2 separate regions of the Mus musculus genome follow, and region 1 is linked to region 2. A link is a contact called in public HiChIP or PLAC-seq data. All regions are on one chromosome and are shown on one strand. The core of a region is the stretch at or near the end of the contact, and the rest is flanking DNA. Distances in the headings are between cores, read along the strand shown. Region 1 holds the start of Fgd4 (FYVE, RhoGEF and PH domain containing 4). Region 2 overlaps Fgd4 (FYVE, RhoGEF and PH domain containing 4).

Evidence for each region. HiChIP or PLAC-seq counts read pairs in DNA pulled down with a chosen protein or histone mark.
Region 1: an H3K27ac HiChIP or PLAC-seq map of embryonic stem cells shows a contact between it and region 2, with 12 read pairs. The contact joins the promoter of Fgd4 here to the enhancer-like site in region 2. A contact is called at or near these places in 1 of 15 datasets of contacts at CTCF or cohesin (CD8 T cells), 12 of 484 Hi-C or Micro-C datasets (the HPC-5 cell line, Sertoli cells, bone marrow-derived macrophages and 6 more), 5 of 115 datasets of contacts at active chromatin or transcription factors (bone marrow-derived macrophages, embryonic stem cells and microglia) and 4 of 9 other capture datasets (adipose tissue, embryonic stem cells, liver and 1 more).

What each region holds. Positions count from the first base shown.
Region 1 is chr16:16,597,621-16,604,571 of GRCm38.p6, reverse strand. Fgd4 (FYVE, RhoGEF and PH domain containing 4) reads left to right here and starts at 4,594. Exons shown (of 17, transcript NM_001301817.1): 1 at 4,594-4,794. The coding sequence starts at 4,644.
Region 2 is chr16:16,518,465-16,525,197 of GRCm38.p6, reverse strand. All of the region lies in intron 1 of Fgd4 (FYVE, RhoGEF and PH domain containing 4), which reads left to right. Among named protein-coding and RNA genes, the nearest start is that of Fgd4, 78 kb to the left of the region's middle. Within about 2 kb of position 1,822, at least 16 of the 459 cell types and tissues checked have an H3K27ac peak or open chromatin away from gene starts, as enhancers often do. A contact at or near this core is called in embryonic stem cells and microglia, where this site is marked.

The sequences.
Region 1 (6,951 bases), core at 3,345-5,844, 77 kb before region 2:
AAAATTAACTCAAACAAATCAGTAGCCTTCCTCTACTCAAAAGATACTGAGAAAGAAATTAGGGAAATGACACCCTTCACAATCATCACAAATAACAGAAAATACCTCAGTGTGACTCTAACCAAGCAAGTAAAAAATCTGTATGACAAGAACTTCAAGATCTCCCATGCTCATGGATTGGCAGAATTAATATAGTACAAATGGCCAAGTTGTCAAAAGAAATCTACAGATTCAATGCAATCCTCATCAAAATTCCAAATTTTCATAGTTAGAAACAGCAATTTGCAAATTTATTTGGAATAACAAAAAACCCAGGGTAGCGAAAACTATTCTCAGTAATAAAAGAACTTCTTGGGGAATCACCATCCCCAACCTTAAGCTGTATTACAGAACAATTGTGATAAAAACTGCATGTTATTGGTACAGAGACAGGCAGGAAGATCAATGGAATAGAATTGAAGACCCAGAAATAAACCCATACACATATGGTCACTTGATATTTGACAAAGGAGCTAAAATCATTCAGTGGAAAAAAGACAGCATTTTAAACAAATGGTGCTGGTTCAACTGGTGGTCAGCATGTAGAAAAATGCAAATCGATTCATTCTTATCTCCTTGTACAAAGCTCAAGTCCAAGTGGATCAAGGACCTCCACATAAAACCAGGTACACTGAAACTTACAGAGGAGAAAGTGGGAGAAACTTACAGAGAAGAGCCTCAAACACATGGGCATAGGGGGAAAATTCCTGAACAGAACACCAATTGCTTATGCTCTAAGATCAAGAATAAACAAATTGAACCTTATAAAATTGCAAAGCTTCTGTAAGGCAAAGGACACTGTCAATAGGACAAAGAGGCCACCAACAGATTGGGAAAAGATCTTTACAAATCCTACATCCAAAAGAGAGCTAATATACAATATATAAAAAGAACTTAAGAAGTTAGCCTCCAGAGAATCAAATAACCCCATTAAAAATGGGGTACAGAGCTAAACAAATAATTTTCAACTGAGGAATATGGAATGGCTGAGAAGCACCTAAAGAAATGTTCAACATCCTTAGTCATCAGGGAAAGGCAAATCAAAACAACCCTGATATTCTACCTCACTCCAGTCACAATGGCTAAAATAAAAACTCAGGTGACAGCAGATGCTGGGGAGAATGCAGAGAAAGAGGAACACTCCTCCATTGTTGGTGGGATTGCAAGCTGGTACAACCCCTCTGGAAATCAGTCTGGTGGTTCCTCAGAAAATTGGACATAGAACTACCTGAGGACTCAGCAATACTACACCTGGGCATATAATCAGAAGATGCTCCAACATGCAGTAAGGATACATGCTCCACTATGTTCATAGCAGCCTTAATTATAATAGGAACTGGAAAGAACCCAGATGTCCCTCAACAGAGAAATGGATACAAAAAATGTGGTACATTTACACAATGGAGTACTACTCAGCAATTAAAAAAAATGAATTCATGAAATTCTTAGGCAAATGGATGGAACTAGAAAATATCATCCTGAGTGAGGTAACCCAATCACAAAAGAACACACATGATATGCACTCACTGATAAGTGGGTATTAGCCCCAAAGATCCAAATAACCAAGTTTCAATTCACAGACCACATGAAGCTCAAGAAGAAGGAAGACCAAAGTGTGGGTGCTTCTGTCTCCTTTAGAAGGAGTACAAAATACTCACAGGAGCAAATATGGAGATAAAGTATAGAGCAGAGACTGAAGGAAAGGCCATTCAGAGACTGTCTGACCTGGGGATTCATCCCATATACAGTTACCAAATTCAGACACTATTGTGGATGCCAAGAAGTGCTTGCTGATCAGAGCCTGAGGTGTCCATCTCCTGAGAGACCCTGCCAGAGCCTTACAAATACAGAGGTAGATGCTGCTGGCAGTCAACCATTGGACTGAACGTAGGGTCCCTAGTAGAAGAGTTAGAGAAGGGATTGAAGGAGTTGAAGGGGTTTGCAACCCCATAGGAAGAACAACAATATCAACCAACCAGCCCCCCCCCCAGAACTCCCAGGGACTAAGCCATCAACAAAAGGGTACACATGGCTCCAGCTGCATATGTAGCAGACGATGGCCTTGTCATGCATCAGTGGGAGAGGTCCTTGTTCCTATGAGGGCTCAGTAAATACCCCAGTGTAGGGGAATCAAGGGTGGGGAGTTGCAAGTGGGTGGGTGGGTGGGTAGAGGAACACTCACATAGAGGTGTAAGACCCCCTTTCGGGGACCCCCACTCTAGCCTCGGGAGAGAGAGAGAACCCAAAGAAACATGAGAATCCTTTCTTGTTGTAAACACATGAGGCAGTTTAATGACAGAGCTCTGGGTCAAAACGTATCTAACACAGGAGACAGTGGATTCGACCCCAAGGCTCGAAAACTAGGGGGTCTTAATGGGGTAAGGGGCTTAGGGGTGTGGAATTCAGCATAGTGACACACTATTGGCTTATTTAAACATTAACAGAAGAATTACATGTACGTGCAGGGTGTCAGAGTTCTGTGAGTTGTTGACTCAGTTCAGATAGCCTGTTATGTCCTCACATTCCTCTTTATCTTTAAGGTTAAGCTGTTCTCAGGAATGTTTTAGCTACGGGGCATACCCGGGTTTGTTTTTCTTTTTTCTCAGCCCCAGGCAGCCTCTAGGCTCACAAACAACCAGCAATTTCTGAGTACTTTATATGACTTACAGGTCTTGAAATTTCATCTTTCAGAGGCAGGGGGATAGAGGATGGAATAGGGGGGTTTCCTTTCTGGGAGGGGCGGAAACCAGGAAAGGGGATAACACTGAAATGTAAATAAAGAAAATATCCAATAAAAAAAGAAGAAAAAAAGAACTCTAAAGCACATTAGTGCATTATCACTAAATTCCTGAAGGCAGTGTTAGGAATGAGTTGCTATGGTCCATTTTCAGTATGAAGTGTGCTAAAATGTTCCTGAGCTGCAGATAAGCAGGCATCCCCAGGCTCATCTCTCTCCTCTCTAAAGGCTGGAGTCAACTTATCTCACAACTCTGTAGAGTTGGAAAATTACATGTAGTCTGTTATGCAACTAAGTCTAGATGAAAGAAGGAGGGCAATGTGAAGTCCTAAATTATTTTTTAAGTAAGGTACTATATCCTAAATCAATAAGATGGGGATTTGAGAGCAAGTCTGTTCATGAGAGAGAGAGGACAAACTTTTCTTGTATTTAGGGGACTTTAAAAGCTATTGTCGGGCTGGTGAGATGGCTCAGCGGTTAAGAGCACCCGACTGCTCTTCTGAAGGTCCTGAGTTCAAGTCCCAGCAACCATATGGTAGCTCACAACCATCCGTAAGGAGATCTGACTCCCTCTTCTGAAGTGTGTGAAGTGTCTTCTGAAGTGTCTGAAGACAGCTGCAGTGTACTTAGATATAATAAATAAATAAATCTTTAAAAAAAAAAAAAGCTATTGTCTTGAGCCAGGTAACCATGTTAGCTACTTTTGTCTTTTCTCTGTGGTCATGTCCTTTTTCTGCCGTGGAAATGTACATTGGAAACTGCTTCATATTCATAAATCTGTTGACTTTATTACTACATTATCTTTAACAGTGGTCATGATAAACTGGGTCTTGTGCTGTTCTGGAAACCAGTGTTATTCTGTGGATGAAATCTGAAGGGAATCTGTCTGCACCGACTGACTGGCTGGTTAGAACTTCAGTACTGTAGAGAGGTTAGAACGCTGCAAGCCCAGAGGCTAATTAACTTACCTTGGCCTAGCTTTAGCCCAGGGGAACAGTCATTTCTTGTCCACCTCTACTTTAAAACTAACATCCCATGACTAACAGATTAAACTAACCTTTGGAATCTATTGACTGACTTAGATGACTTCTAGCAACCACAAAGCTAAGAATGTCACGAGATAGTATCTCAAGCCTATTCAAAAACCTCCATCTTGCTGGTAACCGCCTCTCTGATATACCTACCAATGGACTTTAAACTTGCCTTGATTTACGACTTTCTTTGTTCTGTGAAACTCTAAGACTGCTTCCGCATTGGAACATGGAATTTGAGGTTGTCTAAATCTGTGTTCCTGGGCCATGGTTACTCAAAAGGGCTGCAGAAGAAACTTTTATTCCCTTTAAGGTGAGAGCTGCGCTTCCTTATTGCTTGAACAGCGCTCCCGGCAAGCTGATTCGCTTCTTCCAAGAGCCGGCGGTGCATCTGGAATTCCGGCTTCTCAGTCATTTTCAAAGCTGGGTTTCCTTACCTAAAGTTTGCAGCGCGGTAGCCTGGGAGACTTTGGCTCTTGAAAGTGTGGTGAGTAACAGCCAGACTGTTCTTCCAGCATCCCAGGGCGTGGTCGGTAAGTAAGCTGATGAGGCGTTTCTGAGGTTCAGGTGAGCCAGGCAGGTGCACTCTGCCTTCCCCTGGGCCAATGGGCGACGCCGGTCCCCCCCAAGCCTCTTCGGCGCTCGGGCGGGACCGCGCTGCACTCTGGCGATTGGCTGTGCAGCGGGGGCGGCCTGGGCCGGCCGCTGCCGGAGAGTCCGACGACGGAGTCGGAGCGCAGGCCCGGGAAGCGAGGCCTGCGCGGGGAGGGAGCGCAGGGAGTCGCGCAACCTGGACGCGCGCGGGGCAAGGCTTGCGGGAGTGACCGCAGGCCACCATGAACAGCGAGAGCGACCATAACTTCAGGCGGGTGGCCATCCGGCGGAAGTCAGGCTCCTACCTGCCGCCCGGGATCCCCCGGCCCTGGAGCAGGCCTTCGCCGCAATTGCGGCGCCTTGACCGTGTCGCGCAACCCAGCCAGGCCGCAGGTAATGCGTGGGTGAGCGGAGCGAGGGCGTGCCGCGTGTTGGGGGGCCGGCGGGGGGCGTGCCGCGCGTGTTGGGGGCGTGACGCCTGTGTTGGGGACTGGCGGAGGGCGTGCCGCGTGTTGGGGGCTTGACGGGGTGTTAGGAGTGGAGTGGGTGTGGGTGTGTGCCTTTGGCTGTTGAGGACCTGGGGGAAAGGGCTGCCTTCTGTTGTGAAAGGGATCCTCACAGGTTAGTTACCCCGCAGGACACTATTCCTAGTTAGTTTGTTCTTTCTCCCAAAGCTTCAAGAATATGGCCAGCTTGTTCTTAAAAAACTAAAGGTGTGCCCTTAGAAAAAGCTTTATTAGGAATTGTACAACCTATTTTTCAATATACTGCTGTTTAAGATTCACCAAATTCCTCTGCTCAGTTGACCTTAGTTCCCTGGCGCTCCCTTCCCGAGGGCAAAAGTCAAACACTCAGATAATGTTTATGTTTTTGAATATTTTGAATCTTAAAAAGAAATCTCACCCTTCTTTACTTTCATTTTGTAATGATTGAGCAAGCAGCTTTGTGTTTTTATCAATATGATCAATGTCGAGACTGGTAAATATGCTGTCTATTCCTTGTCCCGAAGCTATAGAAGGCACATGACAGAAAATCGTGATGGATGGTGTGTTAAGTGTGTGTTCACGTTAGATAAGTCAGGATGTGAGATGATGCATGAACTGGATCACGGAGAGTCCTCTGTAATCATTTCCTGTAGAAGTAAGAAACTGATAAAGTATTCTGGAGATCTCTTCCAGTTCTAGCTGTGATTCACCAAACTGAATGAAAATGTTATTAAGTGAAAATGGTTTGCTTTGTCATCGCATTTTGTCACCCGTTGTTTTCAGCACAGACACTGGTCTGATGCCTCTGTTATGTTACTAGATTTATTTTCAAATGCTTTGAAGAGACGATCAAAATATGAAACATCCTCTTTCAAGAGTCACAGTATAGTCTATAAATTATTTCTGCAAAGCAGCTATGCTTGTAGGAGAAAGGGTTCTGTTTGCTCTTTTATTTATTTGTGCCCTCCCCATTCCCCCACCCCCATACTGGGAGTAGAATTCAGGGCACTTGGGTAAGCAGGCTACTACTCACTATGCCCAGCTATCCTGGTTTTTTGTTTGTTTGTTTGTTTGTTTTTTGGTTTTTTTTCCATCCATTGCTGAAGTCTTCTCCTCCTAATTTTTAAATTTGGTCTTCTCCTCCTAATTTTTATTTTTATTTTTTTAAATATATATTTATTTGAGTATACTATAGCTGTCTTCAGACATACCAAAAGAGGGCATCAGATCCTATTACAGATGGCTGTGAGCCAGCCACCATGTGGTTGCAGGGAATTGAACTCAGGACCTCTGGAAGAGCAGTCAGTGCTCTTAACCACTGAGCCATTCCTCCAGCCCTCCTTCTAATTTTTAAATTCAAAGGGAATCTCTAGCAATTTCAGAAATAGAGTACCACCGGGCAGTGGTGGCGCACACCTTTAATCCTAGTACTTGGGAGGCAGAGGCAGGTGGATTTCTGAGTTTGAGGCCAGCCTGGTCTACAGAGTGAGTTCCAGGACAGCCAGGGCTATACAGAGAAACCCTTTCTCGAAAAACAAAACAAAACAAACCAACAAACAAAAACAAAACAAAAAAAGATTTATTTACAGGGATCCATACCATAATCAACCACCAAACGCAGGCACTATTGCATATGCCAGCAAGATTTTACCAACAGGACCCTGATATAGCTGTCTCTTGTGAGGCTATGCCAGTGCCTGGCAGATACAGAAGTGGATGCTCACAGTCATCTATTGGATGGAACACAGGGCCCCCAATGGAAGAGCTAGAGAAAATACCCAAGGAGCTAAAGGGGCCTGCAACCCTATAGAAGGAACAAAAACATGACCTAACCAGTACCCCCCAGAGCTGTGTCTCTAGTTACATATGTAGCAGAAGATGGCCTAGTCGGCCATCAATGGAAGGAGAGGCCCTTGGTCTTGTAAAGATTATATGCCCCAATATAGGGGAATGTCAGGGCCAGGAAGCAGGAGTGGGTGGGTTGGGGACCAGGGTGGGCAGAGGGTATAAGGGACTTTTGGGATAGCATTTGAATTGTAAATGAAGAAAATATCTAATAGAAATT
Region 2 (6,733 bases), core at 573-3,072:
TCTTTCTTTCTTGTTGGTTTTGTTTGGTTGGGTTGTTTTCATTGTTTGGTACTTTTGAGACAAGATCTGGCTAGCTTGGAATTGGATATGGAGACTGGGATGGCCTCAAATTTATAGCACAATACTCCTGCCTCTGGTGAGATTATAGGAATGCACCTGCAATTCTGGGCTTTGTTTAATCTTTTAAAATATAATTTAAATGTGTGTGGGTGTTTTGCTTGCATACCTGGTGCCTGAGGAGGCCAGGAGAGAGCAAGTGAGGCAGTAGGACTATTGTGCAGTTCCCTTAAGAGGTAGTAGTAAGCTGGTCTTGTTTCTTTGAACCTTAATTTTATTCACTTATTTCCTGTAGTATGATGTGAGTTCATGAGTGCAGGCAGCAGGTGCCATGATGCAAAGGGGGGAGGGGTGTCAGTGGACAACTTAGGAAGGTTTTCTCCTTCCACCATGGCATCTGTGCTGGAACTCAATTCTTTAGGCTTGTACTGTGTTGTAGCTTAGATTAGATGCTAACTTGACACACCTGGGAAAAGGGAACTTGGAGGCAGGGTCACAGGGGGCCTGCACTTTACATTACAATTGACAGGAAAAGACAAAATCTCAAGAATTATATTTATTTGTGTGTGTGTACACATATAAGTGCATGCATGCATCAAGCACACATGAATGGGACCAGTGAGTTACTCCATGCAGCTCATTTTGGTTTGGAGAAGTGCATAAGGAAAGACAAAATGTGCAGATAAACAAGACAGGGAAGTGGAGGCCAACAAGACTAGCTGAAGCCTGTTTATAGAAATTGATTGGCTAGTATTTTAGCAACTGGAAATTTAATTTGGAGAAACTTACCAGAAACACTAACTGGAAAATTAAATATAAAACAAATGAAAATCTACAAAGTCTGGAAAGATTTCCTCATAAAAAAAAGGATATATATTTTCTTTTTTTGTAAAGAAGCAGCGACATATTCCTAATAAATGACTTTTTGCAAAATGGGTGTATCGTAGGTTTTGCTTTTCTTTTTCAGAAGTACTATGATCTCTTTCAATTCATAGAACACTTCTGACACCAAACTTGAGCATCTTTCTCTAACACCAACTTTAATACTCCAGCCTTTCCTTTGACACTAACCAGGTGTCCCCTATTTTAATTCTGATACTACGATCCCCTAGAGTTAGCCTCAGAACTCAGAGGTTAAATACACAGATCCACAAGACTGCTTCCCCTTCTGACCAGCTGGCTGTGTGGAAGGTTCTGTTTCTTGCTAATGTCCATGACTTGATAGAATGGCTCACAGAACTCAGGAAAACTCTATACTGTCAAAGTTACAATAAAGGCACAGAAGTGTGTCAGGACACGGGCTCCACCTCCTGACATGTGGGTATGCATAGTCACCTCAAAGCTGTGGGAAATTGTCATTGACAGGTTCAGTCATGTGGACATGAATTGATAAATTCAGCCTCTCCCAGTGCTGCAGACCCTTTTGGTCCCTGTCTGCATAGAATGGGTCTCTAGTTGCAAGTGGACAAGGAGTTGGCGAATGACAGACAAAATCAACACAAGAGGTTGTGTAGAATCTGAATGTATTTTCACAAAGTGTACACCAGTCTTATATAATACAGAAAACAGAGGGTTAGGATGTCACAGCAGGCAAAGTACATTGAAGTTACCTGACACAAAACAAAGGAATGACTTCAAAAGGACTTACAGGAACCAGATAATATTTACAGTAAAGATAAAACAGCTCTGCTTAGGGTCAGCTAATGACAGGTAAGAATTTCACACCCTAGTCATAATTTGTGCTACTCCTTTGAGCCTTGTGAAAGCTAGCACCAGGGGATTCTGCTCTAGCAGACCTTCTCATGAATAATGCAATACCACAACCCCCCTATTTCCAAGGCCTTGATAAATTCTTGTATGAGTGTAACTTGGCTGTTCTTTTAAGTATCTATGGTGAATCATTTATCAGAAGAATTCACCAACTTGCTTCTAATGTGCAATGTAGCCTGCTATACCTGGCTGTAGAGAAGATCCCTGTCTCAGTGGGATTCCCTAACTCTTACATGGTAAACCCACCTAATAGCTAGGCCATTGTGTATTCCCTTGTTTGGATGAGACTGGCTACTGTCCTAAGTAATCACTCTGCAGTCTAGCTCTGAGCTATTCTGGCTCCGTTCTTTGTAATGCCTAATTAGTTTCACTGTCTCTACTAGAAGTAAATTTGAATGTTACTGAATAGGTAACCTTCTCACTGAATTCCTACTGAATTCCAAGTTTGTTGACTTCAAGGATTTTCTAGGATGATGGAACACTGGCGAAGGCTTAGCTATGTCAGAATTCAATCTTTAAAGACACTTGTAATAAAATAATACTAAAAGAGAGCACGTGGATCCGTACACCAGATTAATGCGGGGATAGGGTATGAGTATAAGGGTTATGAGAATGCCAAGGTTCCAGGAGGTTGGGTTTCCGTGAAACTCTTTGCCTCATGAGTGCTTCCAGGCCTCTCGGCCTGCCAAGCAGACTTCACTGGACTGTGCGTAGCATACCAGTTCTTCTTCTCAGAAATTGTAATAAAGGAATGGGATTTGAAAATTTGAAATTGATCTTTCTGCCAAGGAGCCCCACATGAAGCTATCCAGGGTCTGCCTTTATGGAAACACAAGAGGCTCCTGTCACCCAGGAAACTCCAAAGGTTTTTGGAACCCACTGTTAGGAGTATGTGATGCTACTGTTTCTAAGAAATTTTCAGGAGATGCTCTTGACAGAATCCAGAGACAAGGATTAAATACTATATATTTCTGTGGCACAAATCGATTCTAAAATCAACTACTCTTACTTTCCTCATCTATCCATGAAGAGGGATCCATGCTTGGCATATAAATATTGGCTGTGACTTAAACATGGTGCTATGAGTCTAAATAATTTCATGTAAAATGTTAGCAAATCTTTGTGGTACCTATCTTTTCTCATATTGGCAATATTTTAGCTTACTTGTTCAAAATCATAGGATTCATGTCATATAGCTTCCATTATAAATACTAATTTGATTTAAGCCAAGAACATAGTTCTCAGCTTGAGGATATTCAAATTTAGGAGAAAGTTTAAAACATCTCACCCCCATCTGAGAGTCTGATGAAACAACTTGGGGCTCAGGCAAAGTGTAGTCATTTCCTTTTTAAAGGTTCTATAAGTGATTCTAATGGTAGTCATTGCTGAGAACCACAAAATGTAGTTTTCCCATGCAGTACATATGTCAGGAAGGTACTTTTCACTAAAGACATTTGGAAAAGAGCTACACAAGGCAGGTAGGGTTTGGGACAATAAGAGAATAAATATAGCACTGCTATTCTGAGTGTGTGTGGAGTTGGTTGTAAGCTCAAGTGAGTTAGGTGCTATTAATGAGTTTCATGATAACCAAGACTTTTATTTGCCCAAGATCAGACTGTTAGTTAGGGACAGAACCAGGATTACAAACCAGGATTAGTTTGTTGCTTTTATTAGGAACTGCATGCAAATTTTTATATAAAAGGTTAGATCATGAGGACTATGTCCATAGAGTGAACAACAGCGCATGTGTCATAAATGAATGTAACTGTCCTCCAGTAACTGACAGAAGAGATGAATGTAACTGTCCTCCAGTAACTGACAGAAGAGGTGACTAGTGAGAACTAGTCTGTGGCCTGGACACTGCAGACCCATGACTACATATTGGAAAGTTATTTCCTTGACAGGGTAATGATCTTACAGATCCTCCTTGGTACCTCTCTTTGCTGAACTGTTTCTAGTATTAACCTTTTCTCCAATAGTTCTCATCCTTTGGTAGGAGAAAAAAATGGCACATATTCCATGTCTAGAAAGAAAATGATCTTGAGCAGAATTCTTAAAATGAATTTGAAATCTAAACTCACCCTGTGGACATTCATTATTATCTTGAGTTTTAAAATGTAAAACTCCATTTAAAAATCTGAAATTACTTTTTAAATTTGGTTTTATACTACAGTACAGTGTTTATAATGATTTTTGTGATTGGTGCTAAAGTCTAAAACAATGTTTTTATTTGCTCTTTAAAATCACTGTGCTAACCAATACCCCTCATAGTTTTGCCTCTAGTTGCATATGTAGCTGAGGATGGCCTAGTCGGCCATCAGTGGAAGGAGAGGCCCTTGGTCTTGCGAAGATAATATGCCCCAGTACAGGGGAACACCAGGGCCAGGAAGCGGGAGTGGGTGGGTTGGGGGGCAGGGCGGGGGGAGGGTATAGGGGGCTTTGGGGATAGCATTTGAAATGTAAATGAAGAAAATATCTAATTAAAAAAGAAAAAAAACAAAATCACTGTGCTACTTACAAAGTGATGAGTAGAATCTTTGTCAGTATGTAACTATAACATGGAAGTCTCTCTCTCTCTCTCTCTCTCTCTCTCTCTCTCTCACACACACACACACACACACACACACACACACACACACACACACACACTTATGATGTATTAAGAGTGTGACTGGACGTTCACTCAGCTTATCAGAAACTGCAGCCATGTAGCTCAGACCTAACAATCATGGGGAATCTGCCATAGCATGACCCTGGATTCTAGATAGAATTTGCAGGATTCTTTAATAGGGGCATTTTGTAAGCTTCAGAATTGAGAATCAAGTATAGGTCAGAATTAGGAGGATCAGGAAGTTTGCTAAAGGTCCAAGGACCTGGAAAGTAGGTGAGCCAGGGGCTCAAAGCTGGCAACAGAGGAAGTGACCTGCATTGTTCTTCCATCTGTTGAGTTATCTCAAATCAAGACTGGACTGTTCTCAGCATACATTGCTCTTGAATAGTTAATAAATCATTATTAATAAATAAATAAATACACGCTTTTTACTATGCATTGTTATTAAATTATTAAATGGCATTGTCTGGGATACTGGGTCTTTGAAGCTCCTGTCTATATCATCTGGGCAGAAACTGAGATCATAGTAAGCAGAAATATAATCAATGTAATCACCTGAGTATCATAGTAAAACCGAAGGATTTATAAGATGAAATGCAGGAGTGCCCGCAAACCAAACATGGACGTAAAATTTGATATCAACCTGTCCACTTAATCCTCTGTTGAATTTTTATAATGGACTTTATAATGTCCTGATTATATCATTCCGTAGGATTCTAGAGGGGAGAGAATAAAAGAAGGCATAAAATGTGCCTTGCAAACTTCATGCTTGATTCAGAAATGAACATTCAGTTTAGTTAGATACCATTGTTCTTATAATTTAATTTTGGTAAGAACTTTAGTGGTATTGAAAGCAAGAATCTTTGCAGCAGACTATATAAGTATTAAAGCAGTATGAAGGTCTAAGTCAGTGTTTCTCAACCTGTGGGTCATGACCCCTTTGTCAAACTTGTATCTCTAAGAATATTTCCATTATGATTCATAACATTAGCAAAATTAGTTATGAAATAGCAACAAAATAATTTTTTGGAGATCACTATAACATGAAGAATTGTATTAAAATGTGTCAGCATTAGGAAAATTGAGAACCACAGCTCTAAATTCTAATTGTCATAAGTTTTGTGATATTTGGCATATTTTCAAATGCACACAACTAAGGAACCAAAAGTTCCTTTAGGAAATTGGGAAACACCCAAGAAGTTCTGGAGCTTTCATCCCATGCCGTTTCTTCCTACATGGCTGGTGTTTGTGGTTGCTTTCAGCAAACTTAAGGACATCAGCCCTTAGAAGATGGACAAATGATTTAACCCATATTTGCTGAGAACAAAATAGAAAACAAAATAGATAATGAAAGGCTCAGTGATCTAGAATATCAGTCACTGAGTACATGGTTGTAAATTGCACCAATAAACTGCCCCTGCTTTTTCCCTTCTAACTATAATTTCTATTTCCATCTCCTCTTGCTCTGGAAGGTACATTTCACATTTTAAAATTTGTGTATGTATATATGGATATGGTGGTGCATAGCCATTATCCCAGCCATTAGGAGACAGGCAGGAGAATTGCAGTATGTTTGAGGCAATTCTTGATCACATGGTGAGTTTCAGGCCAGCCTAGACTACACAGTGAACCCTGTCATCTAACATAGTATATCTATGTGTACCCATACATATACATATATGATACATATTTATACACACATATATGTATGCATATACACACCATATACACACATACATATATACATATATTACATACATACATACATGTACATATATACCAGTTATCATGGTTTGAATGAGAATGGCCCTCATAGATTTCATATATTTGAATACTTAGTCCCTAGTTGGTAGAACTGTTTGAAAAGATTAGGAGATGTAGCCTTATTGGAGGAACTGTGTCACTAGGGGCAGACTTTGAGGTTCCAAAACTCATTTGCTATGCCATTGTACTACTGCTTGTGTCTTGAAATTGAGCTCTCAGCTGTCTGTAGCCATGTCTGGTGCTGCTGCCACCCTGCCTCCCATGAGAGGGATAAAATACTAGGTTCTGGAACTATAAATCCCAAATAAACTGTCTTTCTGCGATTAGCTTGGTCATGAAGTTTTACCACAGCAGTAGAAAAGTAACTAATACACACACACACACTTTTCATTACTGTATATTAATTGTGTGTACTGGGTTACATAAGGAGAGTTTTAAGTATGCATTGTTATTGTGCTTTAAGCATGTTCTGTCTCCCCCATCTTTCCTGCTACCTTTGTTCTTCTAGACAAACTCAATGCTATTTTCATA